Regions from separate parts of the Mus musculus genome. Here region 1 is linked to region 2. The links are chromatin contacts, called in public Hi-C maps. All regions are on one chromosome and are shown on one strand. The core of a region is the stretch at or near the end of the contact, and the rest is flanking DNA. Distances in the headings are between cores, read along the strand shown. Region 1 holds the start of Diaph3 (diaphanous related formin 3). Region 2 overlaps Diaph3 (diaphanous related formin 3).

What was found. Hi-C and Micro-C count contacts between places; a contact is called where the count stands out from the background.
Region 1: a contact with region 2 is called in a Hi-C map of Th1 cells, with 4 times the contacts expected there. The contact joins the promoter of Diaph3 here to the enhancer-like site in region 2. A contact is called at or near these places in 3 of 39 promoter capture datasets (embryonic stem cells and macrophages), 2 of 484 Hi-C or Micro-C datasets (the Ba/F3 cell line and Th1 cells), 2 of 115 datasets of contacts at active chromatin or transcription factors (both in embryonic stem cells) and 2 of 9 other capture datasets (adipose tissue and liver).

Annotation. Positions count from the first base shown.
Region 1 is chr14:87,139,903-87,142,602 of GRCm38.p6, forward strand. It overlaps Diaph3 (diaphanous related formin 3), which reads right to left and starts at 1,322. Exons shown (of 28, transcript NM_019670.2): 1 at 1,096-1,322. The coding sequence starts at 1,212.
Region 2 is chr14:87,050,032-87,052,897 of GRCm38.p6, forward strand. All of the region lies in intron 4 of Diaph3 (diaphanous related formin 3), which reads right to left. Among named protein-coding and RNA genes, the nearest start is that of Diaph3, 90 kb to the right of the region's middle. Within about 2 kb of position 1,395, at least 21 of the 459 cell types and tissues checked have an H3K27ac peak or open chromatin away from gene starts, as enhancers often do. A contact at or near this core is called in Th1 cells, where this site is marked.

The DNA of each region.
Region 1 (2,700 bases), core at 72-2,571, 90 kb after region 2:
CCCTCCCGGTGTGTCTGAAGACAGCTACGGTGTACTTACATAAAAATAATAAATAAATCTTTAAAGAAGAAGAAGAGGAGGAAGAGGAGGAGGAGGAGGAGGCAGCATCTCATGGATCCCTCTCAGAGTGGACAGAATCTATCATGACCAGGTTAACTCTCTCCTATCCTCGTGTTATTTTGATGCTCAATTCTGCATAATCAACCCCCACTTATCTCAACATGTCTCTGCTCTCAGCTTTATTCAATTACAAGTAAATATTACACTTAGCGATTGATCCACAATCTATTATTTTGGATATAATCATGGTATAAATTCCTGAAATTGTATTTGACAAGAAAGGGCAAAGCCTGTTCCTATCAATACATAAAAATAATTTCCCCATACTTCTAAGGAAAACTAACAGTCAGTGTTAACTCTGCAATTCTCTTGGACTAATACCAAAACCTACCAACCCACACAATCAGACAATCTGAATGAAATCATCCTCATTACCTAGTTTCCTTCCAGCTGACACTAACTAAAAGCTTACCAGGTGCTAATCATAGCTCTTCCTTAAGCTTTAAGAACGCAAAGCCAACCCGATTAACGAGTTTCAGATACTTGAAGACTCCTTCCAAGCTAAACATGACATTCTTTAGCAGTGACTACACAACCCGCCAAGTTTGAAAACGAGTTGCCTCAACTTGTAAAAATACGTCCACCTTAAAAGGTTCTTGTTGAATTAAAATATTAGACGGGGGAGGGAGGGCTATCAGCTAGAAGTTCACTTTCTGTCTGACTGACTGTTCTACTAAAGGGATGGGGTAAATTTTAACTTTCTTTTAAAATGCAGAATCCGCCTTGATGACGTCAGTACACAGCCATTTGAACTGTTTTTCAGATACGCCCAAAGAACTGCCAGGCTTCACAGACATCAGGGCATTCGTCCCAGAAAGGAATCGAATCCCGCCTTGTCACTGGGGATCTAAGCGGATTAACAGCTCAGGCCTTCTGAAACAAACCTAGCTCCCAGCTCCCGGGGATGTCACCTGGGGGACAGGGAGTTGTAGGCCGCGGGAGTCGCCGCACGTTGTGGCTCTGGCCCACACTTACCAACTTGGGTCGCTTCTCCCCGGGCTCGTAGGGGCCAGCGGGCGGCGCGGACTGCAAGCCCTTCCTCCGCGACGACTTGCTGTCCCGGCCGAGAGCGCGCGCCCGGTGCCTCTCCATCTTCCCGGGTCTAGGTCGCGACCTGATCTGGGGCTTTGCTCCGCGGGCTCAACTTCCCGGTCCCACGCCCACTGCGCATTAACCGCTGCACACGGCTGGGCCAATCTATCTGAAATCTCCCGCCACCACAAGCAGCCCGGTCAGCCAATCCCGCGCCGCGGAACCTGTGACGCAAGGGCCCCGCCTTTTCCGGGGATGCCAAAGCCTGGGCCTGATTGGCCCTTCGGCCTGTCCATCGCGCTTCTCGCCCTCTGGCTATGCAGGCTGCTTGCCAGATGGTACATAGTAAGGAACGGGTTTGGAAGGAAGGTTGAGCTAAAGAGAGTCTCTAACAAGGCTTCCCTTGGACTTTCAGAGTAGGTTCTTGAAAAATCTGAGCCGCAGGGAACCTCTCTCAGTACTGTTTCAGCAGCACTGAATACGAAAGCAACTGATAAGCCCTTTGAGTAGTCTCTGGAGATCTCAGGGTCTAGGAAAAATACTTCTACTACTTGCCAGCGCCCATGCCTCTTAGAAGAGATGTTTACCATTTTTTGATTACCGTTTATATAAAAATACTGCTGTCGTCTCAGAGAGAATAGAGTTCATTCTAGAACCAGAAATGAGTGACCGCAGCCAGGTGGTGTGAACATCGGTTGAAGCACGGAAGAAAGTCATTTCAAAGACATTAGGACAGACCTACAGGTGCTACGAGATGCACAGTCTTGTTTGAGGTTGGTGGAAGTTAGTGGACTTTTAAGGAAGAGCAAAAGGCGTCACGTGATAGTCGTAGGTATGTTAGATCTAACGCAGCGATGAATGGCAATTACGTGAGCCAAGATTACTTGGCTCTGGATTGGCAGCATTCCATGTCTCTACAATCATTGGAATTCTAACCTGTCAATTAAGCGCGTAGAATTTTTACTACAGGTGCGGCTTTTTCTGGAACTCCAGTTCACATTGTTCAGCACTTACAGCATGCCTCAAAGCCTAAATGCGTACTCAGGGTCAACCAAAAATTAAAAGGAATAGGGTCCAAACAATTCACAGTTTAATGTGTTTCACAGGTATTGACACAAAACAAAATGTAAAATTATAACAGCCATTCTACAGGTTTTTAAGTTCAGGTGGCAATCCTAAATATAAAGTAGAGGAAAGGGTCAGAACCTGGGTTCAAGGCAAGCAAGCACCTATCCCCAATATGCCAAATAAAGACATTAGTAATGAAGAGAAAATTCTGGAGATCAACTCAGTGTGGCTACACAAGGAAAAGGAACAAATAAAGAAATCCAGGAATCTCCCAAGTGCATCCTTAAAGATATTGACCTTCTGACTATGGAGGTGATTCAAGCCAAGACAAGTAAACATAAACTATTGATTTTGGTACAAGAAATAGTTCTAGGTATTCCACAGAGACTAGCACAGGGATTCAGAAAATGAACCTAAGGTTTCATCTACAGCTTTTAGAGGTTTAGGTTTAGTTCTGGTCTTGCAGGTACTGTTTGCTCC
Region 2 (2,866 bases), core at 145-2,644:
GCCTCAAACCAGACCAAGGAATCACTGCAATAAACATTTGCAAGCAAAGAAGTGTGGACAAAGGAGTCTGCTATGGGGCACACCACTATAGATTCCACAAGGAGATTTTTTTTTCCTCTGTTGGGGGAAGGTTTTGAGGGTAGAGGGTAAGTATGAGAGCAGTCTGAGATAAGTGGAATTTGGGGCATGATGAAAAATTCACAAAGAATCAATAAAAAGTTTTAAAACAATGCACTGCTGTTGAGAATGCCTACAAGTAAAGCTGATGACACAGACACTTGTCCTGTATCTAACCACTAGTGTCATCCCCAGAGGTGATCTTAAGTCAGTTATCAAATCCTAGAGCTGTCTCTAAAAAAGCTACCTCCATATGCAGTGTTATCAAGTGTTAAATCAGCTACTAAACCAACAGGAATGGAAAACCCACAAATCTATGCTCTCAGCAACCAAAGTGGGAAGTTACAAAAGTATACAAAGGACAGCATAAACTCAGGTATAGACTGACAAAGAAGGATAATTAAGTACCTTTCTAATTGGTCAACAGAAAAATAAATGAATATAGTGACCACTAAGAAGAAAATGTATCATTAAAACATTGCATCACAAGATATATTTAAAAATGAACAATTATCACGTATAGATATAAATTAGGCAAGAGATATTTAAGAAATTAAGACTTTATTCTTCATAAAACACATTAAGAAAATTCAATAATCCTATAAATTTAATTTTTTTTAATTTTTTGTATATAGGTATTTTGCCTGCATATATGTCTGTGTACCACATGTGTGCCTGATGCCCACAGGGCCCAGAAGGTATTGGATATCCTGGAACTGCAGTTACAAATGAGATGCTAAGTGAGTGCTGAGAACCAAACCCAGTTCTCTGAAAGAGGAGCCAATGCTCCTGACTGCTGAGCCATCTCTCCAGCCCAACTTAGAAAATAAAATTTAATGGGACATTGATACACATTTGTATGTACAAGAAGCAATAAGCCATTTATTTCAAAGAGGAACTAGGCTATCCTATCCTAGATTTTAATGATAAGACAGGTAATTAATAGCTTGATAGATTTCATACATAAAATATTAAAAGAAAAATAAGTATTTCACATGCTATATTTCATACTTCAGTTTTTCATAAATCACACTTATATGTTGGAGCTTAACATCCATTTTCCAATTAACGTCCAAACACCTCAGCAACAGTGATGACTCATAATTAGATGAGATCATGTTGCGTAGACTTTTAGAAATCACCTCCTGAGAATAGAGACCTAAGTGGTAGTGACATGGAAAATATTCTCAACTGGTCCCTCAGAAGACACCAATCCAACATCACTGAATGACTCACTGCCAAACAACACTGCGCCCGACACTGTGTTCATACTCAGAATGCTCATCAAAAGCATTCCTCAGATGATAGGTTCCAGCTCAGCTACGAAACATAACCAGGGCTACACCCTCTGACTGGCAGGAAATCCTAGACATGTCAAGAGCATGACCCTACATAAATTTCAAACCCTCTAAAATCAGGCTGATGCTTGTCTCTTTGATCTCTTTGATCCTCAACTGACCTTTTACATTCACTCTGACTAGGGTCAGCCACCAGTCTAACCACAACATAACAAAATGAATGATTTAATAGCTTTCCTATGAGGGGTAATATGCTTAATGCATGTATATAATTAATATTATCAAAGATATGCTTAAAAGCTGTTATCTTATTAAAAGTCGATTTAATCTACATCTTCCAGTATATGTGACTGTTAGGATAGTGTGCATGATATGCTTGTATATTAGGTATTCATCTTTTTGAACCAATATTTAATCAATGTGAGGTATATATATGAAGTATGAGAAATCACACAAATAACCAAGATTAGTGCCAATAGTGCTTTTCTACAGTGAAACTGAAAATACAACAACTTATATAAGATGATTTTAAGAGTAATTCTTGATAACAATTGGCTTCTGAACAAAATCAAACATCTTTTGGCTTGTCTAATCTGTCCTTCTACATCTTACTAACATGTAGTATCAAAATTCTCACTGGTTTATCTATTTCCTGTCACATCATAAGGTACAAGCATGACCAACACACTTATATTTTGATAACCATGCTTACAATAAAATTCCTATATATTTATATACACATACTACAAATGGTAAAAGGTTTGGGGACTTCCTCAAATGAATTATCTTTTAATTTTCTGTATCATACTTTCCTCAATAATTTTTCCTTCATGAAGATTTTTCAAAATATCTGATAAATTTCCAAGTCTGTTACTCTAAACATAATATTCCAAGCCATGGACAGTCATAAACTATTTAGTGAATCCAACATTTTTTAATATTCCTTTAACTACTAGTGACTTTATTCTAGATCATAAAGCCTTCAGAGTAAAATTTTTAAGAAAGAATATACATTTTTTGTTCAATAGACTTCAAAAATATTATGTCCCATCAGCCACAAATGACTGTTCTTTCCATATCAACACCAATGAGATTTTAAAAGGTATAACAAGACTTTAATTTGAACATCTGGAACTGACAATATCTATTTATTGGAATTATTTGGACTTATTCATAAATTAGTATTGTTCTATAGTCTGTTTTCCCCCCTCTGAAGCTTCATTTCAAATTAAAAAAAAAAAAAAAACTCGTTCCAGGTTTATATACTAATTCTTTGTCAAAATCATTAGAAATATTTTTACCACTGTCTTTTCTCATATGTAATTTATCACATAAACAACATGAGTTTTCTAAATAACTGATTATGCTTGTGTATTCTTTAATAGCTCCAAGACTTCCAAATGAGCAGTGAGAGAACTGAGCATCTTTGTTAACAAAGAGGCAAAGGTGAA